Linked DNA regions of Sus scrofa: regions 1, 2, 4 and 5 are each linked to region 3. The links are chromatin contacts, called in public Hi-C and targeted proximity ligation maps. All regions are on one chromosome and are shown on one strand. The core of a region is the stretch at or near the end of the contact, and the rest is flanking DNA. Distances in the headings are between cores, read along the strand shown. Region 1 overlaps CPQ (carboxypeptidase Q). Region 2 overlaps CPQ (carboxypeptidase Q). Region 3 has its middle 110 kb from the start of TSPYL5. Region 4 overlaps CPQ (carboxypeptidase Q). Region 5 overlaps CPQ (carboxypeptidase Q).

The links. A called contact is a pair of places that touch in the nucleus more often than the background predicts.
Region 1: a contact with region 3 is called in a targeted proximity ligation map of alveolar macrophages. A contact is called at or near these places in 1 of 47 Hi-C or Micro-C datasets (embryonic fibroblasts) and 1 of 2 datasets of targeted methods (alveolar macrophages).
Region 2: a Hi-C map of liver shows a contact between it and region 3, with 4 times the contacts expected there. A contact is called at or near these places in 1 of 5 promoter capture datasets (liver), 6 of 47 Hi-C or Micro-C datasets (embryonic fibroblasts, liver and skeletal muscle) and 1 of 2 datasets of targeted methods (alveolar macrophages).
Region 4: a Hi-C map of liver shows a contact between it and region 3, with 2.1 times the contacts expected there. A contact is called at or near these places in 2 of 47 Hi-C or Micro-C datasets (liver and skeletal muscle) and 1 of 2 datasets of targeted methods (alveolar macrophages).
Region 5: a contact with region 3 is called in a targeted proximity ligation map of alveolar macrophages. A contact is called at or near these places in 1 of 47 Hi-C or Micro-C datasets (liver) and 1 of 2 datasets of targeted methods (alveolar macrophages).

Annotation. Positions count from the first base shown.
Region 1 is chr4:39,658,689-39,664,276 of Sscrofa11.1, reverse strand. All of the region lies in intron 3 of CPQ (carboxypeptidase Q), which reads left to right. Among named protein-coding and RNA genes, the nearest start is that of CPQ, 190 kb to the left of the region's middle.
Region 2 is chr4:39,638,604-39,643,853 of Sscrofa11.1, reverse strand. CPQ (carboxypeptidase Q) reads left to right here. Exons shown (of 8, transcript NM_001243691.1): 4 at 826-937. Among named protein-coding and RNA genes, the nearest start is that of CPQ, 210 kb to the left of the region's middle.
Region 3 is chr4:39,471,480-39,476,772 of Sscrofa11.1, reverse strand. No RefSeq gene overlaps it. Among named protein-coding and RNA genes, the nearest start is that of TSPYL5, 110 kb to the right of the region's middle.
Region 4 is chr4:39,611,511-39,616,613 of Sscrofa11.1, reverse strand. All of the region lies in intron 5 of CPQ (carboxypeptidase Q), which reads left to right. Among named protein-coding and RNA genes, the nearest start is that of CPQ, 240 kb to the left of the region's middle.
Region 5 is chr4:39,689,390-39,694,403 of Sscrofa11.1, reverse strand. All of the region lies in intron 3 of CPQ (carboxypeptidase Q), which reads left to right. Among named protein-coding and RNA genes, the nearest start is that of CPQ, 160 kb to the left of the region's middle.

The DNA of each region.
Region 1 (5,588 bases), core at 832-3,331, 190 kb before region 3:
CAATTTTGGTGATTTTTCTTTTTCTAGAAAATTAGTCCTTTGGGCACCTAAGTATAATTTTTAAAAATTGTTATACAGTCTTTCCATAAATTAATTCAATCTGCAATGGAGATTTTATTTCAGTTGTTGATTTCATGGACATTTTTAGCACTATATTCCTCCAAGTATTTTGGAACTTGGGTTTGCTGACTCATTCTGAGTAGGAAGTTTTAAAATTCAGCTTGGGGAGTTCCTCTTGTGGCTCAGCAGTAATGAACCCAACTAGTATCCATGAGGATGCAGGTTCGATCCCTGGCCCTGCTCAGTGGGTTAAGGATCGAGCATTGCTGTGAGCTGTGGTGTAGGTTGCAGACATGGCTCATATCCCAAATTGCTATGGCTGTGGCTGTGGCCAGCAGCTATGGCTCTGATTTGACTCCTAGCCTGGGAACCTCCATGTGCCATGCCCTAAAAAAACTGAACTGAACTGAAATGAAATAAAAGAAAATAAATTCAGCTTGTATTATTGTTTGTATTGCCTTCTCTCCCTCTGGGTTCATTTCTTTCTTCCTGCCCACCCCCATTCCGAGGTTTTGATTGCTTTCACCTGCCCCGTGACATTGCCAGCCCAGAACTAGGTTTTACTGTATCAGCCACCCTTGCTAATGGTGATAACGAGGATCGTGTATTCTGTTAACGAAGCTAGTGGGAGGCTTGATTCAGTGCCTCGTTCAGATTCGTGTCTTTGTCCAGTTCTCCTGCACAGGCTCAAATGTTTCATAAAGCTTTACCTCCTGGCATGTTCCTTTTGTTTCCAGCCACCTCTCTTGAGCTCCACCCTCTTGCTCGCTTTCATACAGTTAGTCTGGCTTAGATTCTCCTATCTCCAGTGAAGTGAATTTTAAATTCTGAACTTTAAATTCTGTCTCCGTATAGGAACAGAGTGCCCAGCAATCATGGCTGGCTTCCTCATCTGGCGCCCTGCAGCCCTGGCTTCAGATCTACTCATTGCCTTGTGATTCTAATCCATTTCTAGTCCACAGGGATGTTTATCTGGTTTTTTGGAGCCAAATTACAACCTTTTGGTTCTCCCTGTTTATATTTCATCTCTAATTGCCACATGTTTGGAACAGAGGAGGCTCATGAAGATGTGAATTTGCTGTGCCATGTTAAAGTCTCATGATTTACTTTGAGATGTGATTTTATTTCTGGTCCTAATTTCTTACCTATAGCTCTCTATGGTTCTGACCTTCAAAGAGTTCAGAAGGTTAATCTTTTTTTAATGTGTTGGTTGTTTATACTCATCATTTGAGAGAAAGGGAGTTACATCATATTTAGTAGAGAATAAACATGCGGAGGTTCCTGGGTCAGAGACTGAACCCGAGCCAAAGCACCAACCCGAGCCACAGCAATGAAAACACCAAATCTTTAACCACTAGACCACCAGGGAACTCTGAGAGTAAATGTCTTTCATGGGTTTATGTGACTAAATTGTAAAAGTCAAAGGAATTAATTGGAAATTTGTTTTTATTGTGTTATGATCACAAAAATGAATATCTTAAGGAACTGAACTAGCTTGATTCTGAGTCAAGTTTTGTTACTAAATAAAAACAAATCAACTGTAGATTTGTTGATTCTCTACCATATTTCAAGTCTTGGGAGAACACATGTGAAGGAAGTAAATGCCACTAAGAGAGGTAGTTGTGGGGCCTCAAGGCCTCTTCAAGGAGATGAAATTCAAAGCCTCTGACCAAGCATTGTAATGTCCCTTCCCCAACCTTGGCAACCTGGCCTCCTCTTCTTGCCCCCTACTAGGAAAAGTATGTGGCCCACTCCTCAGTCCTCCCCTATAGGGGCAATGTACACCCCCAACTAACCAGCAAGTGGATAGGAAGAGCCTATCTTTTCCCAGCCAATCAGGAGGTCAGCAGATGTATCATAAGACCTCTCGTCTCTCCTGGGCTATAAAAACAGACAGGACCACATGCCCTGGGTCTGCTCTCCCTTCCCATCAGAAAGTCATCCTCCTGCACAAGCAGCATCTCTTAGCTCAAGAAACTCTTCTTTCTCTTCACCCTGCTTTGGGTGAAGAAATTCTTCTTCTGATTCATGTGCACAGACCACAACAATAGTGTGTTTCTCAGCCCAGGGATGGGGATGGAAGGCAGGCTTCTGTCCTCTCCCCATTAGAAGTACAATGAGTCAGGAATGGGAAACTTTAAAAAAATTTTTTTATCATACTTAATTTATAATGTTCTGCCAATTTCTGCTGTACAACAAAGTGACCTAACTATATATTTTATGTGTATACACACACACACACACACACACACACACACATTCTTTTTCTCACTATCCTCCATCATATTCTATCACAAGTGGCTTAGTTCCCTGTGCTATACAGCAGGATCTCATTTTTATCCACTCCAATTCAATATTTGGCGTTTATTAAGCCCAAACTCCCTGTCCATCCAACTCCCTCCCCCTCTCTCTCCCCCTTGGCAACCACAAGTCTGTTCTCAAAGTCTATGAGTTTGTTTCCTTTCTGAAGATAAGTTCATTTGTGCCATGTATTAGATTCCAGATATGTGATATTATATGGTATATTTCTTTCTCTTTCTGACTTACTTCACTTAGTATGAGAGTCTCTGGTTCCATCCATGTTGCTGCAAATGGCATTTTGTTTTTTATGGCTAAGTAGTATTCCATTGTGTATATATACCACATCTTCTTAATCCATTCATCCATTGATGGACATTTAGGTTGTTTCCATGTCTTGGCTACTGTGAATAGTGCTGCTAGAACATAGGGGTGCATGTATCTTTTTCAGTGAAAGTTTTATCTGGGTATATGCCCAGGAGTGGGATTGCTGGATCATATGGTAGTTCTATATTTAGTTTTCTGAGGTACCTCCATACTGTGTTCCACACTAGTTGTACCAATTTACATTCCCACCAGCAGTCATGGAGCGTACCCTTTTCTCCACACCCTCTCCAGCACTTTTTATTTGTTGATTTGTTAATGATGGCCATTTTGACCTGTGTGAGGTGGTACCTCATAGTAGTTTTGATTTGCATTTCTCTAATAATTAGTGATGTTGAGCATTTTTTCATGTGTCATGTGTCTGTTGGCCATCAGTATGCCTTCTTTGGAGAAATGTCTATTCAGGTCTTTTGCCCATTTTTCAATTGGGTTGTTGGTTTTTTTTGTTGTTGAGTTGTGTAAGTTGTTTGTATATTTCAGAGATTAAGCCCTTGTCTGTGCATCATTTGAAAGTATTTTATCTCATACCGTAGGTTGTCTTTTTGTGTTTTTTTATGGTTTCCTTTGCTGTGCAAAAGTGTGTAAGTTTGAGTAGGTCCCATTTGTTTATTTTTGTTTTTATTTCTGTTGCCTTGGGAGATTGACCTAAGGAAGCATTTGTATGGGGGATGATGTCAGAGAATGTTTTGTCTATGTTCTCCTCTAGGAGTTTTATGGTGTCTTGTCTTATGTTTAAGTCTTTAAGCCATATTGAGTTTATTTTTGTGTATGGTGTGAGGGTGTGTTTTATTTTCACTGATTTACATGCAGCTGTCCAGTTTTGCCTGCACCACTTGCTGAAGAGAGTATCTTTTTCCCATTTTATATTCTTGCCTTCTTTGTTGAAGCTTAATTGGCCATAGGTGTCTGGATTTATTTCTAGGTTCTCTGTTCTGTTCCATTGGTCTGTATGTCTGTTTTGGTACCAGTACCAGTAGTCTTGATGACTGTAACTTTATAATATTATCCAAAGTCAGGGAGAATTATGCTTCCTACATTTTTCCTCCTCAGGATTATTTTGGCAATTCTGGGTCTTTTATGGTTCCATATAGATTTTTGGATTTTTTGTTCCAGTTCTGTGAAAAAAGTCATGGGTAATTTGATAGGGATTGCATTGACTCTGTAGATTGCTTTGGGTAGTATGGCCATTTTAACTATATTCATCCAATCCAGGAGCATGGAATATCTTTCCATTTCTTTGAATCCTCTTTAGTTTCCTTGATTAGTGTTTTATAGTTCTTAGCATATAAGTCTTTCACATCCTTAGTCAGGTTTATTCCTGGGTATTCAATTTTTGGGGGGTGCAATTTTAGAAGGCATTATATTGTTATATTCTTTTTCCAATATTTCATTTTTAGTAACAAAAATGCAACTGATTTCTGAATGTTAATCTTGTATCCTGCTACTTTGTTGAACTGATTGATCAGTTCAAGTAGTTTTTGTGTGAAGTTAGGGTTTTTTATATATAGTGTCATATCTGCATAGAGTGACAATTTTACCTCTTCTCTTCCAATTTGTATACCTTTTTTTTTTCTTTTGTCTGTCTGATTGCTGTGGCTAGGACTTCCAATACTAGGTCGAATAAGTGGTGGGAGTGGGCATCCTTGTCTTATTCCAGACCTTAGCAGGAAGGATTTTAGCGTTTCTCCATTGAGTATTATATTTGCTGTGAGTTTATCATAAATGGCTTTTATTATATTAAGGTGTGCTCCCTCTATACCCACTTTGAGTTTTTATCATGAATGATGTTGGACTTTGTCAAATGTTTTTCTGCATCTTTTGAGATGATCATGTGGTTTTTGACTTTTCTTTTGTTAATGTGGTATATGATGTTGATAAATTTGCATATGTTGAACCATCCTTGTGAACTTGGGATGAATCCCACTTGGTCATGGTCTGTGATCTTTTTTATATGTTGTTGGATTCGGTTGGCTGAAATTTTGTTGAGAATTTTTGCGTCTATATGCATCAAAGATATGGGCCTATAATTTTCTTTTTTGGTGGTATCTTTGTCTGATTTTGGTATTAGGGTAGTGGTGGCTTCATAGAATGTCTTTGGGAGCATTCCTTCTTCTGCAACCTTTGCAGAAGTTTATGAAGGATAGGTATAATTTCTTCTTTTTATGTTTGGTAGAATTCGCCTGTGAAACCATCCGGTCCTGGACTTCCCTACAAACAAACCTTTTTATTTTCAAACGGGTATACTCTTTCCCCTTCCCAGCCCCCACCACCAGGAGAGGGTAGTATTCTTTGCCCTGAACTGCTTGAGAATTACTGTCAGAGAGAGCCATTTTCACTAAGAACAAACAGCATATCAATAGGACATTCTGATAAAGTCAAACATGTAATCAAATGCTAAACTAGTTGGAAGAAGCCTGCACTGGGTGCCAGGCAATACATTTAGCCCTTTCCTTCTGCTCCTATTACATCAACACTGTGGACAGTTATTAATGTCCATTTTCAGATACATAGAGACGGGAGCCCAGAGAGCCCAAGCAGGTTGCCGAAAGTTCCTCGTGAGTGAGAGCCTGTCTGCTTCTGTAGCCCATGGTCTTAACTACTCTGTTGTAAGAAGAGGGCCAAAGACCAGGTTGAAACATGCTGTACCTCATTGCAATTTACTAGAGGAATGCATAGAGATTAAAATTCATAAATTGTTAGAGTTGGAAGAGATGAAACAATGCTCCTTTGACAGCCCATTTAGTTTTTTCTTTGATCCTTAAACAATGCTACCCTTAAATTTTTCTACGATAGCATAAAAAATTGATATCGGCCCTTTGTCATCCACTCTTCCTTCTTAGCGATTT
Region 2 (5,250 bases), core at 1,099-3,598, 170 kb before region 3:
TCACTGAATATAAATATTATAAATATTTTCTCCTCCTCTGTGAGTTGCCTTTTCACTCCTCAGTGGAGTCTTTTGATGAACAAGTATTCCTAATATTTTAAAAGTCCAATTTATTATTCTTTTCTTTTATAGCTTGCACTTTTTGTGCCCAGTTTAAGAAACCTTTGCCTATTGCCAGTGACAGAGCTGTTCTAAGATTTCCTCTAACATCTTTATTTAAATTTGCAATTTATGTGACTTGATATTTATATATTGCATTATCTAGAGATCAAGAGACATACTTTCAATGTGGATAACCTGTTAACCCAGCATCATTTTACTTGGTTTTTACTTTGTTTAAAAGATGTCTATAAAATTTAGTCTCCTTGAAAAAGCACAATAATTAAAAAAAATTAATTACCGTTCTCACTTTTTCACTTGAATGCAATTTAACACATGTTTATTATTTGTCTGCTGGAATTTGAGACAGTTGAGAATATGGTTAAGATTTTGAGATCCATTTTTATGTCATTTAGGTTTTAAGCACTCTAATGACGTTGTCAAACATCCATCAGTAATAAACCATTTTTCTTTAGGACCTAAAATTATATTAATAAAGAGAGGGACAAGGTGGGATATTTTATTACTATTACAATGATCTTATACCCTTTATGTAAATGCCTGTGTACCATGTTTATGCTACTAATGATATAGATCTTTTAAGACATAAAAATAGAAAAGAAAATATAAAAGCTTCATTTCTGTATTTGGAGTGCCTATGAATGCCTCTTCTTTGATGTCATTTCTGCTTAGCTTTTTTTTCCCTCTTTTTATTATTTGTTCTAGGTCGTACTGGTCAGTGGACATCTGGACAGCTGGGACGTCGGGCAGGGTGCCATGGATGATGGTGGTGGAGCCTTTATATCATGGGAAGCACTCTCGCTTATTAAAGATCTTGGTAAATATTTAGAAAGTCGTTAACCAATGTGTGAGGGTGGCAGTGGTGACATGTTTAACTCAACACACACAATACTCAACAGATTAGTTACTGTGGAATGTTCAAAGGTCCTTTTGAGGCCGGTGTGTTTTTTGTCAGTTGATTCTCAGAAAAGAACTCATTTGTCCCCTTAAAGAAAGAAAATTTTATTCAAGTGTCTGCTGGATATCCAAAGTAGCAAAGATGATCAGCCACTAGGGAAAATGAACAAGCAAATAAAACTGTAGCAAATGCAACCGCATCAGCTGGAGACTTTGTAAGAAAGTCATAACCAAGTGCAAAGAAAAATCAGCAGCTCCCCCGCTTCCTTGTCCTTGTTTATCTTTCCAGACATCTTCAAGCTGTTAGCATAGCTTTGCTGCTGTCGTCTTTCCATGACGGAAGTCAAGGAGAGCAAAGCAGTCCTGGAGGAATGATTCCTTTGGCTGCGATAAGGAAGCTAGGATGAAAAATGGAACCTTCCAGGTTAACCTAGACGTGGGAAAGAAAGATGGACAGCCATGAGAAGGAAGGGCTATTTGGGAAAGCAGTTTATTCTGATGATCCTATTGCCAACAAAAAAACCCCATACCTTTCCTCTTTGTGTGCTGGTCGAAAGGTGGATTTTGAGTGAGATGGGAAATAACGAAACAACCTGAAATGAGAGTTCCACGTCTGAACAGACCAGTGGTGGTTTTGAACCTGCCTCCTCAACGGAATATTTTAAATTGTAACTGTAGAGTAACCTCAGTTTCCAGTGTAGTAAAGATCAGAACCTTCCCTTTAGTGAAAGGTTTACACTGCTTCCTTAAGTACACATGCGTTTAAATTCATGCTTTTCCTTTGACTTCTAATGAACCTTTCTAATCCTAAATCAGCCCTTTAAATAATTGTTTCTCTGAACAGTAGACGGCTGAAATTGTCTTGGGGCAAATCTTTAGAGCATCATTTTTATTCATATCTTACTAGTGTTTTATTTATTTATTTATTTAGTCTTTTTGCCTTTTCTAGGGCCACTTCCCGCGGCATACGGAGGTTCCCATGCTAGGGGTTGAATTGGAGCTGTAGCCGCCAGCCTACACCAGAGCCACGGCAACACAGGATCCGAGCCAAGTCTGCGACCTACACCACAGCTTGCGGCAACGCCAGATCCTTAACCCACTGAGCAAGGCCAGGGATCAAACCCACAACCTCGTGGTTCCTAGTCGGATTCATCAACCACTGCGCCACGACAGGAACTCCGCTAGTGTTTTAAACATGGAGAAATGGAAAGGTGGTTATGCATTTTTTTTTTTTTAACTTCTAAATAGGCCAGTGTCTCTCAGCTTTGGCATTACTTGACATTTGGGCCAGATAATCCTTTGTTGTGAAATCTGTCCCTTGCATTGGAAGCTGTTTAGCAGCATCCATGACCTGTACCTACTAGATGCCAGGAGCACCATTCCCCCGCCCCCTCCCGGTTGTGACAACCAAAAATGTCTCCAGACATTACCGAATGTCCCCTGGCAGGTGGTGGGTGGAGAGGGTAGCATGTAAAATTGCCCCACAAAAGCAAACTAAGAAAAATCTCGGAGAAACCTGAATTTAGGGTCACTTTGTAAGAAAATAAGACAAACTAATGGGAAGCCTTACCTTGTCTATCCTTGCAAGTTTAGCATCAGTACCATACTGAACAGCTACTATTTGAAAGCGCTTTTAAAAGCTGGGTGTACAGAAGCATGTCCTCTGTTCTTCAGGCCCTTAGACTGAGAATATAGTTGGAGACGTACATATGTACCTACACACATAGTTATTACTAAAGGCATGATAACAAGTCTGCTTGTAGAATTGGGTAAGGTTTGCACGAGAGCCATTGTCCACCAAATAAAACCGAAAAACACTCAGTCCTTCAGGGAAGATCTGGGAGACTCTGTATGTGAATTCTTTCCTCCTCTCCCTTTAAAAAAAGTATTCCTGTGGCTATCTGTTCTCTCTGTCATAACTTCATTCCAGAATGAAGTGGGCCCTAGAGATGAAGCAGGCAGGTACCATTTTCCTCTTCCTAGGACACAGATATTTATTTGAAAGTTAATTTTATTTTAATGGGTTCCCACCAGCTTGACTGCAGGCAGAGTGGTAGTGTAAAAGGAGAGCTGGACCCATCTCAGTGGGATTTTTAGGTCATTCTATGCCACAAATTACTTTTTTGGCCCCTGGAAGGTCATTTGAACTCCCTGGACTTTGTTTTCTCCATTTCTGTTCAACTGCTAGCTTCCAGAGTATTTTATCCACTCTAGATTGGAATAAAAATTGTGCCTCTCTAGGCTTGGAATCTTACTTCTTTAGTACTCAGCATGGGACCCTAAATCACTGTTAATTGAGTTGAATTCAATTGCATGAGTAAATGTCAAACAGCATGCAAAGGTGAATTGAGTATCTTTTTCCAGCTCTGAAAGTACATTGACTTCAGTTGCTTTTGATAGCTAGTAATCTGTCTCCATCAATTCAGGGCTTAACTCTCCGATAGCGTTCTGAAAAGCTATATAAACATGAATAAAACTCTAAAATAAAGAGGAATATTTCTTTTGAGTAGGTGTTAAGAGGCAGCATGGCATACTGTAAAAAAAAAAAAAAGCAAAACAAAACCTCTGAAACCAGACTGTCTGGGTTCAAATCCCAGCTCTGCAATTTAGTAGCAGGTGGTCTTAAGCAGGTTACTTTGCCTTTTTGTGGCTGTTTTCTCATCTGTGAATTGGAGGTAATAATAGTTCCTATCTCATAATGTTGATTTGAAAATTAAATAATCAATTCCCTTAATAATTAAAACAGTGCCTAACCCAATCCTAATACTCCATAAATTTTAACTTTTGTCATTTACTAAGCATGACTCTGACAGTACCATATTTTTTATGTAGGAGAGGATTATATGTATTATATATGTATGTATATATATGAAATGTGTGTATATAATATATATTATATATATAATACATCTATATTTTTAACTCCCACCCACTTAGTGATTGCTTTGCCTTCTAACTCAATGTATTAGTTGTACTGATATAACTCCAGGGCCAGCTGCTATGATATCCCTATATATCCTTTCCCTTTATTATTTAAGTCACCACCCCTTGTATGATGGAAATCCACTGACCTCCTTCACTTGTTTTCCACTTTCATACTAAATTTGTAAGAGTCTGAATTTCTCCTGGTCACTTCCTGCTTCCACTTCCTACTCGCTAAGTGCACACTTCCTGCTTCCACTTCCTACTTACGCTGAATGCACAGAACCCACGAGATACCTCATATCCTGCGATTGCACTCACTAAGTCTTACTCTTTAATTTTAAAATTAGAATTAGATTGTCAAGTTCTTTTTGTAGATTGTCCATGTGTTTTAATATGAAAAACTAGATCTGACATAGACATATGCATTCTAGATGAAACTTCTGACATACTTGAGTAAGAAATAGGACTTTGGGCTAGAGGCCACAAAATGGGTTCATAATTATATTACTTAATTACATTGAGCCCAAACTATTTGGTTGGTGACATATGAACTCTCTATGGCAATCTATTTTTCCAAGAAAAGTGAGACTCCTTTTGGCTGCTGTTCCTTGGACAATATGTCATGCAGAATGCATGTCAAAGTCCCTCAGTGGGGCTTGTTAATTTGAAGTGTTGGTCCAGTGGGACTTTCTGATATTTAGGAATATTGTTCTAAGAGTCATCCTTCACGTCTCTTCCCCTTTGTTCACTTCTTTCACTACTCATTGTAGATTCACTCTTTTGCCCAAGCCATCAGCTAAAACCATATTCAGTTAATCTAACAGAAGAGGTATCTGTGCTTTGCAAATAAAATCAGTCATTCCTAAGTAACTGTCAACAGAAGGCTATTTGCTGTGAAATGCTGTTGAATGCTTTTTTGTGTTTGTGGTTTACTGGACATGAAACTGTTTATTTGAAATGTCATTTCATGGAATGTTCTGGTGTCAGTGGACAAAGCCTATGGCCAAAGATGTTATGCTTCAAAATGTGCATTTGGCACATAAATAATAAACCACCATCCATCCCAAAATTCTTCCAACTTTACCATTTTCTGTGAAGTTGGAATTTTAAGTTTTCAAGCCTACACAAGGGGCAAAAATTAGAATTAGCAGTACTACATGGTCGTTGCAATGTGAGATATATGTGAAACATCTTTTTAGAGAAGCATTAAATATAAGCATCTTGACTGTAATTTTTATAAAGCTTGAAAATCTACGTGTTAGAAAAATATTTTATTTATATATTTCTTCACTTGTTCACTCAACAAAT
Region 3 (5,293 bases), core at 1,308-3,807:
ATACATGCATAATAAATTGCAAATTATGTATGTCTTTATTATTCATCCATACATTACTGGCCCAATAACAGAACACCCAGGCATGAGTCATTAAATTCAACCATTTCTGGTTGTTTTATTTTTTTTTTTGACTTTTAGTCATTATGTATGTATTTTTTAAAACAGGATGTTAGAACACATTCAGTTTGACCATTTGTTCATTTTCATTTATCGTGTTTAAATATTTAGGCATATCTAAAACTTTCTCACATTCAAGAAGCTCAAGAATAGCCAGCCCCAGACTGATCTGCTGCCCTCCGCTCTCCTCATCCAAACCTCCCAAATGTTTGGTGGGGCAGACTTGGGTTTGAAAGTGTGAATACGGTAGATGTCTCATGCACAGAAGTTACCCTCATGTGACAAACCCCTCCATACACTGCAGCCAGGATGTTATTATGCATTACCAATCTGATTGGGCATCCGCCTGTGTGGCGCCCTTTGGTAACTTCTCTTTGCACTTGGGATCAAGTTCACACGATGAAAGTCCTGCATGTTCTAGCCCTGTCTTCCTTCCTCATCTCTGTGTCTATACTGCTCTTCCTCTCTTCACCCTGGCCACACTGGCTTTCATTCTAGTATTTCGGACATCCTCCCTCCTGCCCCAGGACCTCTGCACGTGTCCTTCCTTCTCCCAATGAAGTCTTCCTCACCGCTTTCCTTGACTAGTTAACTCCTGCCTGTCCATCTCTAAGGCCCCTTCTTCCAAGAAGCCTCCTTTGAGTCTTCAGACTGGATAGATCCCAATAATAACCCAACTAAAACTTACTTTGATGCTCGTGTATAAAATTATTGTGTTTGCTCTCCAATAGGCGGAGAGGGAAGCACTTCACATGTAGGAATTCTTTCCATCCCACCATAAGCTTTCCCCTCCATTTTTACAAGTAGAGGAGTCAAGACTTAGACAAGGTCAGTCACTTGCCCACAGTCACATTATTATTACCTAAGAAGGGAGGCAAGATTTTAATCAGGGCTGCCCAGCCTCAGAGCTTATATGTCTAACCTCAATGCCACGTTTTCTCTGTAAGGGCTCTCATTCATGATTTCTTATTCATCACGCATGTTATGAGGTTTCTGCTGGGTGCCGGGCACTGGGAGGCACTGGGAATAGAGAGGTGAGCCGTAAGACAGCTAAGGTTTCTAGACTAAAGGAATTTTGTTCTAGTGGAGGAGCAAGGCCATAAAAAGTAAAACCTGTGATCGTTCTATCACAAGTTCTGTGATAGAACGGGAGGAAAGTCTGCTATTGAGAGGATGAACTCAGACGGTCTCTCTAAAGAGGGGACATTTGAGCTGAGTCCTGAAGGATTATGGGGCAGAGGTAGCTAATTGTCCTTCAAAATCCATTCTAACTTTTTTGTTTGTTTGTTTGTTAATAGTAGCAGGCCCCCTAAATCTTAGCTAAATGATATCGTCCACCCCACTTTAGGATGTAGCTAGGCAACTAAGTTCTAGCTAATGGATTGTAACCAGAAGTGGCATGAGAAACTTCCAAGAAGTCTCCTTAACCAGAGCTGAGGGGGGAGTGGGTAGGGAGAGGCATGCCTGTCTCCTCCCACCCCCTTTCTTGTTGGAAGGTTGAAGCAGCAGCAGCAGACTTGGACCATGAAGTGAACTTGGGGATGGAAGCACGCCCAGCAGAGACGCAAACAGAAAGGACTTTGAGTCCTTGACCCTGTAGAGTACGCTACCAGTCCTGGACTGACTCCTCCAGGCACACTTTATTGAAGTCGTACATCCTATTGCACGGGAACATCTTTAAGATTCTGAAGATTTAATACAGCTACTTGGGAAGTGTACACTATAAGGTTCAGGCGAAAGCTTTTTGTTATTATCATATATAAAGCCAGATCATTTTGAAATTTATTTTTTATTAAAATATAGTTGATTTACAATGTAGTGTTAGTTTGAGGTGTATAGCAAGAGAATATATATATATATATTCTCTTTCAGATTCTTTTCCCATATAGGTTATTACATTTTTTTTTTCCCTTGGGCTGCTCCTGTAGCATATGGAGGTTCCCAGGCTAGGGGTCGAATCAGAGCTGTAGCCTCCGGCCTACGCTGGAGCCACGGCAACTCAGGATCTGAGCCACGTCTGCAACCTACACCACAGCTCACAGCAACGCCGGATCCTTAACCCACTGAGCAAGGCCAGGGATCAAACCCGCAACCTCATGGTTCCTAGTCAGATTCGCTAACCACTGAACCATGACGGGAACTCCCCCACATAGGTTATTACAAAATATTGAGGATCGTTCCCTGAGCTCTACAGTAGGTCTTCGCCTATTTTATATATGGTAGTGTGTATTTGTTACTCCCCTCAAAATGATACAAATGAACTTATTTACAAAATAGAAATAGAGTCACAGACACAGAAAACAAACCAAGTGGGAAAAGGCGGAGGGGTGAATAAATGAGGAATTTGGGAGTAACACGCAAAAGCTTTTAACCACAGTAGTGATTGACTAAACATCCTCAGGAAGTCATTACAGACCCCTTCAGCTACCTCTGACTCCCAGTCACAGGAAATGGCTGGTTTTCCTTTCTCTCTGGAAGGGTTCGGAAGGCGTTTGGCACTCCGGAAGGGCCACTCACTCGATCAGATGGCACCTGCCAAACTGACATAGATAAAAACTGCCACAATACAAATCTCTGAGAAATCCCTCCATGGCATATTAGCGATTTCACAAACACATTTACAAGCTCAGATAAAGCTTTTGATGTCCCTGATCTTTGCACTTCCAAATCGTGGCTGAACAAACAGGAATCAGTCTTCTTTGAAAGCCTTCAAAGCAGTGAAATTGCCTAAATCAGTTTGTTGACTATTCTCTGAGTTTCAAAGGTCAGGGAAGCTTTTCTGTTTGTTCATCCTTCCTCTGACACTTTCACATTCTCTTCCAGGTACTTTTGTCCTAGGAAATTTAAATCCATCATTTATCTGTTGATAGAAAAGTTTGATTTCCCAATAAAGCCTTCACCAACTTCTCCAAAAACTGAAAATGATTATTTTCAAAGCAGTTGTATAAACCTTCTATTAGGAAATGGTAAATAGAACTTTACCAGAATGAAGATAAATGAGTGAGGGTGGAACTGATTCTTTTAGCAACACATTTAAAGCTCATGCGGTCACAAATGTGTCGTTACGTCAGAAAATTCTGTGTAAAATCCAGTGTGCTGAGGTTCCTAGGTTACTATTTGTGTGAACTTGAGGCTTGATCATGGCCTCAATCATAAAAAGGATATATGATTTTGAACCTGTTTTTGAGAGGTTTTAACTCAGTCATCAGTACATGAGAGTGACTCTCAAAGTTAGGAAGTTACTATGTGTGGAAATGAGTTAAGAGGCTGAGCTTTGGCGTCTTCAGTGTTCTATGACCCTCTTGATCGGGATTCCCTAGGTAAGTGAGAGGAATACAGTTAAACTAACTTCACAAAAAAAAAAAAAGAAAAAGAAAAAAGAAAAAAAAAATCCCAAAGGGTGTCGGGGGGAGGCAGGAGGTATCATGTGAACTCAAGGTTTTCCTATAGTGAGGCTTCAGGAATTAAACCGGAAACTCTTTCCTGCTCAGCCACACTTCCCAACATTTTCCACCTCACAAGTATTACATAAAATGATCTATCTATGCCCAGAGGGATAAAATAATGAGGATGCACCACACAACGGGAAGTGACTTACTCCTTGGCATACTGATCAGCTACCCAGATAAAGCCCTTTCTTTAGTCTCCCAATTCCCGAGTTCCTAGGAAACAATCATGGCCAATGTTTATTGAGCCCTGCTATGGGGCACTGTTCTAAGCACTGTACATGCATTCCATTCACTCATTAAATCTTCACACAATCCCATAAGTTAGGTATTCTATTTTCTCATTTTACAGACAAGAAATTCTAGGTATTCAGAGGATTACCTAGCTCAAGGTCACGTGGCTAGTGGTGGGGGACAAGTACGTGAACCTCCTTTGGCTCCAGTTTGCCCTTAACCCTCCCATTATCATGCCTCTATTGGACACTATAGCCGTCTATAAAAGGATGTGAATTGATTGGCTGAACTTGAGTTAGGTGCCCATCCCTGAACCAATCAAAGAGTGAAGGGGGTGGGATCACCCTGGAGGCGGCAACCTGGTGTTCCTGCTACAGCACGTGGAAGGAGAAAGGAAGAGGTGAACTTTAGCAAACGCTCTTAGGGAAGGGAGCTCCTTGGGCTCCGGTCTCTTTTGAGAGCCCAAGACTGACTTTTATTCTCTTCAGTTCATGGTACATTATCATCATCGTATTTCTCATGTTTTATTTCATCTTCTCTACTTGTGTTCTCCTCTCGTCCCCAGAGGCAGCCATTCTACTCTGGTTGTTAGGATACACTCCATTTACATGTGTTTTTATTTAACATATATTATTGTTTTGTGTGCATGCGTTTTTAATATATATATATGATTTGGGGCTACAGATCCCATTTTTTCGTCTTCCTGTGCCATTCTGTCTGGTGTTCATAAGACACAATTTTGTTGCCACGTTTCCGGCTTCTTGCTTCCAACCACAATGCATAGCTTTTTTTTTTTTTTTTTTTTTTTTTTTTGTCTTTTTGCCATTTCTTGGGCTGCTCCCACGGCACATGGAGTTTCCCAGGCCAGGAGTCGAATCAGAGCTGTAACCACCAGCCTACACCACAGCTCATGGCAAAGCTGGATCCTTAACCCACTGAGCAAGGCGAGGGATCGAACCCACAACCTCATGGTTCCTAGTCGGATTCATTAACCACTGAGCCACGATGGGAACTCCAAAAACGCATAGCTTCTGATGTGCCTACATCTTTATTTTCCTCCAATCCATGTCTGGTCCACTCATGGGCTGGTGGGTTCTATGGCTCGGTTCACCCAACTTGATAGCTTTCTTTTCCAGAAAGGCCCCTCACTGCCTGGTGGAGAGTCTTTCCTCTGTGCTCTCACAGTTCTCCATGTTTGCCTCCCTCCAGACAGAGGCCACAGAGCAGCTTGGTTACAGGGGCAGGATGGGGGCCCAACTGTCCAGACTCAGAATCCTGACTCTCTCACTTACAGATAGCCAAGATGTGTAGCCTCTTGGTGCCTCCATTTTCTTGACTGTGAAATGTTAACCACAACTAGCCATGGGATTGTTGTAAAGATTAAATGAGAAAAATGTGTGAAAAGTGCTAAGAACAGTGCCTGGTACAAATTAAGTGCTATTTTGTACTTGTTATAATAGCATATGTTGCCTATATTGGAATAGTCTGTTTAATTG
Region 4 (5,103 bases), core at 2,259-4,758, 140 kb before region 3:
CAGATAAACATCTAGGTTGTAATGTGAAATGAATATTGTACATGTGTAATGGATCAACTTAAAGGAATTTAAAAGCATAGTGAAAAGAATAGAAGGAAAATACCAAATTGTTAACAAAGATTATCTGTTGTTAACCAGTTATACAATTTTTCTATATTTTCCAAAATTTCCATGATTAATATGATTTATTCTATTTTAAGAGAAAGTGGAAATTTATTTTAAAAAATTTGTAATCAAGGAGTTCCCATCATGACACAGTGGTTAACGAATCCGACTGAGAACCATGAGGTTGCGGGTTCAATCCCTGGCCTTGCTCAGTGGGTTAAGGATCCTGCGTTGCCATGAGCTGTGATGTAGGTTGCAGACGCGGCTCGGATCCCGCGTTGCTGTGGCTCTGGTGTAGGCTGGTGGCTACAGCTCCACTTCGACCCCTAGCCTGGGAACCTCCATATGCCGTGGGAGCGGCCCTAGAAAGGGCAAAAAGACACACACACACACACAAAATATATACGTAATCAAAACAATTTCTGTGGCCTGGGAAGGACCTCTCCAAACGTGGTTTGAATAGGAAGGCCTGTGAAGTTTTTTTCTAGAAACTGAGTCTATGATCATTTCACATGGATTGATTTAAAATCCGTTTTGAGGAGTTCTTGTCGTGGCTCAGTGGTTAACGAGCCCGACTAGTATCCATAAGGACGTAGGTTTGATCCCTGGCCTTGCTCGGGTAGGTTAAGGATCCGGGGTTGCCGTGAGCTATGGTGTAGGTCACAGACGTGGCTCAAATTCTGTGTTGCTGAGGCTGTGGTCTGGGCCAGCAGCTGCAGCTCCGATTCAACCCCTAGCCTGGGAACTTCCATATGCTGGCTATTCAAGATGGATTTTATTTATTTATTTATTTATTTATTTATTTATCTTTTGTCTTTGTAGGGCCACACTGTGGCATATGGACGTTCCCAGGCTAGGGGTCGAATCAGAGCTAGAGCTGCCGGCCTACACCACAGCCACAGCAATGCAGGATCCAAGCCGAATCTACACACTACACCACAGCTCAGGGCAACGCCAGATCCTTAGCCCACTGAGTGAGGCCAGGGATCAAACCTGCATCCCAATGGATACTAGTTGGATTCGTTTCTGCTGCGCCGCATCAGGAACTCCATGCCTACTTGAGATGTTCCATAAAATGTGCTGACAGTAACCACCAATATCCCAGGTACCCTCTGCAGTTTGAATCCTGAATACTTTCCCCAAAAATGTATGGTGAGGGAAGCAAAGTCTAAATAAGCCCCACGATGCTCTAACAGAGTCTGTCAGCTGGTCTGAAATCCTTGTACCTGTGGGATTTTGAGGGGTTATTTGAAGCTGTCAGGAAGAGGCTCTCAGAATTTTAATAAAAGTGAAGAAGCAGTTTTGAAACCAAGAAAACGGTTCCTGCTTGCACAGGGCTAGAAGTAACACTGAATAGGAGTAAAAGCATCTAAAAGCGGAGTTGCTTTTTCTGAACCCTCCTGTACACAAGTCCTGCTGTTCCTTAGGTTTCCCCAAACTGATCCCAAAAAAGGTGTCAGGAGCTTGAATCCAGCAGACCCTCTTGCAGGGGGATCTGTTACTCTACGACACCTGTTAGGGTCAGTTAATAGGATGGCAGGAATGATTCTGTGTACCAAGAACCGCAAGGACAATGAAACTGAGGCAAAGTACAGTTGTCGCCTTTTAAATATTTGTCCTGCTTGCAGAATCCCAGCTCTGATTCCTTAGACCAAATTGCAGCTCAGCCAAATGTAGTTGCTTCTACCCCATATGAGTTGGTTACGATTATTTCTCTCCCTTTCTTAGAACCCCTGGGAACAAACAAGAAAAAGTAATAAGAACAAAATACTTATTAAAATGTAAATATGGTGGCTGGATCCCTGATGTGCGATGCTGGCAGCCCAGGAAGACCCAGGTGTGCAGGCAACGGACTTATCTGCTGGCAGAGCAGCCAGGCCTGGAAACTGACAGGCTCTGAAGGGAGCCTTTTGTTACCTGACTTCAGTGGCAGGTTGCTGGCTCATTCCCCTGCGTGGAATAGTTGAAACTTGTCTTTCAACTAAAAAGAGAACATGGGGGCAGAGATGCTTTCTTCATTTGGCAACCTAAGTCTATTAGAAAAAAAAAAAAAAGCGCCACTGCAAAGTAGCAGGAAAGCATGAAAAATGCTTTATGAAGAAACATAAAAGAAAACCAGAGGAAAGTGTATTCAGCCTTGGTCATTAAAAAGCACATTCCTGCTCCCCATCCTGATTCTTCCTCCCCTGCCAACAAAGTTTGTTTGAAGAGTTTCTTTGGTAGAACACCAGATGCACCCCAAGTATACAGATGTCTGTAACAGCTGGTTCTGGAATGATGGGACTCGGATAAGGAGAGACAGAATTTTCTACTTCATTTGGACTTTTACACAACAGTTTTCTGTGTGGCTTAATTTTGGGCATCTGACTGTTTTGACCAAAACTGTGTAGTATTTTTTCAGCCAAAAAATTTTTTCAGAGCTAGTGTCTTCCCACTGGCAGCTGATGAAAGCGGGTCCCCCCCCCCGCCCTTGCAGAAATGCCACAGGTGGTGCCGAGAATAAAATGACACATGGATGCCACCGAGAACTTGCTTGCCTCCTGACTCATATTTTATTTTCCATAGAGAGGCTGTTTTCAAAACTGACAGTGTCTGTAGCCTGGTAATGGAAGATAATGATTAGCATACCAAAATCGGAGTCCTCGCTGTGCTTAGAAAAAAATCCTTTACTTGCTCAAAAGCCCAAGCAGAGAACCATGTCGAAAATGACAAATGCGTATCTGTTTTCAAAGTGGATTGAGATTTCTCAGGCAGCCAGAACACAGTTATGCTTTTCAGTCTAAGGTGATCTAATTCTTGAGGGAACCTTCATTCTGGGCAATGACATGCGTTTTCTAGATGGGAAGAGAAATTGTTATTGCTTGTAATAAAGAACAGGCTGTCTTTCTTCTTCGGGAACCTCAGGGGGATGAAGCAAGTTTTAATAGTATAAAGACGTGGGCTGCGCAACACTGGAATGAGTCTTGTTTATTTACCATCTAATGCCCGTGGTCTGTTTGGTACAGAGAGATTTGCTTTGGTGCTGTGAGTTAAATGCTGGAACAGTAAGACTCTGGCTTAGATTAGGCAGCTGACTCAAAGTACCCCAGGTTCAAGGCTGAAAAATGGAATAAATCAGCATGGTTATCACACAGTGCCCTTGAACGCCTGGGTGGCTGGGTGGTGGGTAATGAACCATCCTCCCTCCTTAGGTCCTTGTGGGGTCCAGGCCTTCAGGAGATGACCTGGCATGTGGATATTTTTTTAAAACCTCTTTATTGCCAGTTGTCATCTGAAGACTCTAAAGACAAAGTTAGTTGCCCAGAACAATTTGATGCTTTGTGCCATGGATTCCCCAGTACCCAGAAATAGCTTTAAGCAACATGATAGTGAGTCAGGCCAAGAAGAACTGGGAAGCTGAGATCGATAGCCCGGTCAACTCTGTAATACTGTGTTGATTTATGCTTGGACATTCTAGACAGTCAGCCTGTACAAATGTGTACAAATGTACCTGCAAGTTGCTGCCAGCATGGTCCTAGTGCCAAGAGCGTGGCTCTTCTCCTGGACTGGCTTCCTCACTTTTCAGTTTCGTGACTGGCTGAGAGCATATTATTCTTCTTGGGGTCTTATCAGTGTTTGTCTGATGATATCATGTCATCATCTTCATCAGATGCCTGTGCTGCTTCCTTAATCCCCACGTGAGTCAGCCCCCCCGGCCCCGTGGGCTCGCTGAGGGGCCCACAAGCAGGCTTAAACTGTGGGCTCTGGGCCTGGATTCAAGTTCTGCTTCTGCTATTGTTATATATGTGACCATGAGCGAGTTGCTTCATGCACTTCCCTAAACCTCAGTTTCCTGATCTGTAAAATAGGAAACTAATAATACCTGCAGCCTTATGTTACTGTGAGGATCAGTGGAGAACAGTGAAAGGAACTAAAGCACCTGAAGTGCTTAGCAGACTGCCTTAGCACAGAATAGTAGGCACTCAGGAAATGCTAGCTTTCCTTACATAACCTCATTAGCAAACGTCTCTATTCTCTGGTTAGTGTTCTTCTGTCCACATCAGGGTCAGCATGACACTGCAGAAGTCTGTCTGGTTTCTGTTTCAGGTGGGCAGCATGGTAATATGATAGATTTCTCGAATACGGTCCATACAAAGTTATTATGAAATATTGACTCTATGCTCTGGGCTGTACGTTACATCCTTGTAATGGATTCACTATGTCACTTTGCTGACCTGGTTGGCTCTCAGGTCTGAGCAGCAGCCCTGGCTTTGGACCCCATCCAACCCTGTGCACAACATCTCTTTACTGTCCAGCCAGAAGCCTCCTAGCCCCCGTGCCCTGGCAACCTCACATGGCCTGCTGCTTGGGCCCCAAAGATTAGCCCCTGAGCACTTGCCCTCCATCTGCACAGACTCTGTTCTGGTCCTTAGCAACCACGATGCACCTTCTGAGGCCTCAGAGAACCAGGCCAGGTGGACACCTGCATCTATGGATTCTTGGAGTCTCTGACAAATTCCAGCATTCTCTCTGCTTGGTCCAGACACTTTCCACCTCATCTCCTCCATGTCACATCTGATTCTTCCTTGTCATAGAGGATGGATGCAGGATCTTAGGACTGAGTGTGGTTTGGTGTTGGCAGGAGGGGCTGGGAGGTTCGGAGTAACCCAAGAGCATCTTGGGTTTGTGACAGTGCTATTTATAGTCATCAGTTTTTATTTAAGGAATTTTTTAACTCCTGGGGGGGAAAAAGGATGTTCTTTATTCTGTGTATTCTTTAGAAAGAAACACAGGTTACCATCTGTTTTTTGTCTCTTGCAATGGGACTTGAGAATGTCTATGTCATCTCTATATCACTGTGTCCTAGTCATTTTGCTTTCTGGATTTTCTTAATTCTTGATTAGTTTTCTTCTTTCTCTTGTTCTTTTGTCCATGCATTTGCTCATCCATGCATTAAACCAAGCCCTGCTAAGTTATAATGAATGTTGAGCACTTTTCTCAGAGCACCGTGTGTAGTGC
Region 5 (5,014 bases), core at 1,789-4,288, 220 kb before region 3:
CTACCTGACACCTCTAATTCCTGTGCCTTCCTCCCATGGGTTCTCTGCAGGGATGCAGCTTGATTCTCTCAGCTATACTGTCTGTGGGCATTTGGGTTCCTCTTGCTTTATGCTAGGTCAGCAAGAATTCCTATATCTGCTTTGCACTTTCAGTTACTGTAGTTCAGTGTTACTGTTGTCTTTACATTTTATCAAAGGGGGAGTTTGTATTTCAGGGGCTGTTGCTTATTTTTGAGGGGGGAGTGATTTTGAGTAGAATGGGAACCCCAACTTAAACAAGAAGTCTCATGCTTGATCTACATTTTCTAAGACCCGCTCTAGCCTCAGCTCATGCTGTCTCTTTGGAAAAGGTACCCCTGAATTCTCCAAGCAAAGCAGATTACTTTGTTCTTGGCTTCAGTGGCATTCTGACTGTATTTGTCAGGGCACACATCACACCCTCTTGCAATGCATCCATTCATTTTCCCCACTAGACTGTGAGCCCAGGGCAGGGACCACATCCCACTCAGTGTGTACCATGAGCCTTGCGCTGGTCTGAATCTGCTTGGTATACTCGATACCTGCTTATTGAATCTAAGAATAAGTGAGCAATTCTGTGTTTGCCATATTAACTGTGAATAGGCACGGCTCAAGAACCATTTAAGTTGCTCAAGAACCATTTGAGAAGTTAAGAGATAATGTTGGGATGTACTAAAATCTCACATTCCCAAATTTAAAATCAGATTTGTGCCTTCAAACTGTGCTGCTTCTCAGAGGTATTCTTGGGTGACTTGGAAGAATTCTAGGAAATTGAGGATATTATAATTTGGGAGATTCCCAAAAGAACTGGATTTTTCTAACTAGAGGCATCACTCATATTTTAGTATCACTTTTGTGTAGATTTGCTGTGATGTTGGTGTGGGCTAAGCTTTAGAAAGAATAACTTCAGCAACAAAATTAACTTAGAAGTCCAGTTAGGGTTACAGTAAGAAAGCCACATGAGATCATTAAGTAATTATGGGCTCTGGAGTTAGCCATAGCTGAGTTTGAATCCTAGCTCCTTCACTGACTAAATGGGCAAGTTATTAACTTCTCTGAGCCTCAGTTTCTCCACATTAAAGTTGGGATAATGAGGGTTGTGTGAGGATAAAACAAGGTAGGTAATGCATATAAAATGTGTAGCATGGAGTTCCTTCCTGTCATGGCTCAGTGGAAGCGAAGCTGGCAAGTAACCACGAAGACGCAGGTTCAGTTCCTGGCCTTGCTTACCGGGTTAAGGATCTGGCATTGCTGTGAGCTGTGGAATAGGTCTCAGACGTGGCTCAGATTCTGCATGGCTGTGGCTGTGGCATAGTCCAGCGGCTGAAGTTCCAATTCGACCCCTAGCCTGGGAACCTCCATATACCGCAAATAAATAAGACAATAAGACACATAGCGTAATAGCTGACATGTAGCAAGCTATTAATAAATAGTATCTATATTTGTTGTTATCGATCATCACAGTTAATATAATGCCAAGTAAGTATTGGATGGTTGTCTAAAATAACCTGAAAAAGTTTAGTGAGAAACATTGGGGAGGGATTGGGATTGGGCATAGAAAATTCAGCAGTCTCGGAAAGCAGCGGTACTTTTCTTCACTGAGCCCTGTTAAATTGAAAGATTGTGTTCCAGCAGCCAAGGAAAAGAGCAGCTATACGAATCATTTCTTATGATCTAAAGTTCATTAGCTACTCCATTTAGCTGTTAATGTTGTGAGGCCATCGGTGTAAATAAATGTGTTATTTGGTAATGGACCTGTTTTCTTAACAATTATAATATATTGTTCTCTCCAAATGCTATCATTTAACTCTGGCATTCTGCTAATTAGTCAGCAGATCAGCCTTCAGTGTGGTTTCAGTATCTCATCCTCTCATCACATTTTTCTATTAAAACATATGGAGTTGGTGTCATGGGCTAAATTCTGCCCCTCCCCGCCACCCGACGCCATTGAGGTCCTTACACCCCAGTACCTCACAAGGTGACTGTATTTGGAAACAGGGCCTTTAAAGGGGTGATTAAGTTCAAATGAGGCCTGATTTTGACCCCCAATCTAATTGATGTCTTATAATAAGAAGAGTTTGGGGCACACGGAGAGACACCAGGGGTGCCTGCTCACATAGGGACAGTCGTGTGAAGAGACAGAGAAGGAGGCCATCCGCAAGCCAAGGAAATTGGCCTCAGGAGGAACCAGACCTGCTGGCACCTTGACCTTAACCTCACAGCCTGTGAGAAAATAAATTTCTGTTGGTGAAGCCAGCTACTCGGTGGTATTGTGCGACGGTGGCCTCATCAGACTAACACTCTTGGCACTGAGGAGCAAAATTCACTTGGGACTTTCTGATTTTATGTTATTCCTTGTAGTTTATAAAGCACTTACCACACACCTCATTTGAACCTCACCCAGTCCTATAAAATAAGTGTTATTATTTACTCCATTTCTCAGAAGAAGCATTTGGGGTCAGAGAGTCCATACAAACACAGAGCTGCTCAGAGGGCGGGCGGAATTTGAAGCCAGGCTACTTGATTTCAGTCTCCTCTTTTCTCTCCCCGTTACCATGAGTGTAGCGTGTGCACCTGCCTCTTCTTTTGTAGTTTAGGCACCAGATTTGGTAGAAGAGAGTTTTGATACGTTACCACTGGCAGGTTACCATGGGTGACTGCGGATTTCTGCCTAACACTGGGGTGAAGCAAACAGCAAACTTTGCCAAATCCAAAGAGTGTATTTTTACTTAGGACTCAGCCTCCAGCATCTAGTGCCTTTCAGTTTGCTGTCACTGTCCCACTGAACATGAAGCACGTAATAGCGACATGTCTATTGGTGTGTTTTATTTGGAAAGCCATTCCATGTGCTTAGATCAACTTTTTACTTGTTTATTCCTTCCATAAGTTCATGTGGAGCACCTGTTAGGAGCCGTGGGTTTGGATCTCAGTTTCTAAAGTAGGCAGGGGTCAACGCGCTCGGCATGGAGGGATGTGGCTGAACAGAACACAGCTGGCTCTTGAGGCAAGAGGGTTCTCCTTTCTGTGAGCTTACATTATTGCATCATTGCTGAGCTGAAAATACACCGTCCCCCACCCGCAAGTTAAACTCTCAGCATTCTTCTTCATTCTCAGAAACAGGCCTATGGAAATTTGAAAAAGCGTGCCTCAAAATAATATAGTCAGCAATCTGATAGAACTAGTCTTATGCCATCTTAGTGTATTGTCATAGGCATTCATAATTAAAGTTGTAACAGTTTATTCCTCTATGGAAATATCTTGGGGGACAAAGTAACTAGGCAGGAAGGGGACATTCAAGTAGCAACTTTGATTTGGGATTTCTTTCCTATTATTTTTAGGCTCCAATTGAAAAGAAGTTTTTGTGTTTTATATTTTTTTCACCAAAAATTTTACTGCCAGAAATGGAAAATGCTCCTATTTCTTTCCTAAGAGTAGCAATAATTTTGGTCGTCATATTTTTAAATTAATTTTTTTTTAATTTAAGAAACCTTTGTTATTCTTGTTTGACAGCAGAGTCTGTAACTTTAATTCTCTGGCCATCTAATTAGAAAGATGTTTCCTAACTATGATCAGCATTGGAATTGGTCCAGAGCCCATATTTATAAAACAGTAACTATGACAACCCATTCTTCCTAACCAGGATCAACCCTTAATACTTTCCCAACTGTCTGTTTTACAAGATGACATAAGTAGAGGGTTTGGAGGAAAAAAAAAAAACAGCTTTGGGTGATAATCAAAATGCTTTTTGCAAACAGAGCCTTTAAATCTGTTTGTTCAGCAGCATGTGATTCGGACAGTGGGAGTTCATCAGACTGCAAGGATTAACCCTCTAATTTGTTTCTATTTTTCCTTTTGGAAGGGGATAGACCGCTGTGAATTCCATGTACTCAGCCTGAGCTGCCAAACAGGATTGGAAACTGACTAGTGGCCGAAACATGAGGCAGAGATAATCCATTATTTTCCTGTTCCTCATGACCTTATGTAATAGGGTTTTGTTTGGTTTAAAAAGAAGTAAAAATATATTACAACTTTCAAACCCATGTCCCTCCGAGCCTGAAAGGCTTCTATGTATTTCATCCTTTTCTGCTTAAATAGAATGATACTACTGATCGATAATAATTTTAACCAAATTCCTTACAGTGATCTCCAGTACAGAAAGGGCTCTTAGGTGAATACTTATCACAGATCACAATACACTTGAAAAGCCAATTTGTTTAGGTGAATGTGTCCGTGATTGGTCTTGATGAGACCACTGCACGGGGTGCAGAGGGCTCAGTGTCCAAGGCAGGGTCAGAACAGGCCTCTGATGCTCGATTGGATGATACATCCCATAAAGTTAGCTGACCTTCACAATTGCAGTAGTGGCAGGGCTCTGCAATGGAGACTGCTTCTTACCATTGACCCCTCTCCTCAGTCCATGTCCATCTGTCTCAGGGAGAATAAATTCCTTATGGGGATAGTGGAGTTCAAAGTGCTGTCTCTCCCAGCCTCTCCCAGAGCAGGCCTATCTTTCTTTGGCCAGAAGTAAGTAGAAAGTAGTAGGCTGCAGACTTTTGGACAAGATCTCCAGGTGTTATTGCCACTGGATGCATCTTAGCCCTGACTCAGCTGTGGGGACAGGACTTCTCCATCAAAATCATACCAAACAGCTTAGTGGCACAGGGCATACTCAACCAGGTTGACTTTCTTTTAGCCTTTCTTCCCTTGGATTCTATATTATCCTCACTTGATTTTTTTTGTTTATTTGTTTATAGATCATCTCTCTGGAAATCAGCATTCTAATCTGAAGGTTAAAAGTAACACATTAATATTAAACTGAAATTGTTACGATTATGATGCAACATGGAAAACACAGGATCCTGGCCCTGTGTAGTCAAGGTGCATATCAAAGGACTACCTTTAGTGAGCCCAAACTTTTGCATCTTCCCATATACAGAAAGTGCTTCCCATATATAGAAATTCAACTTGAGATGCCATAAGGTAAATGCTCCCCCCT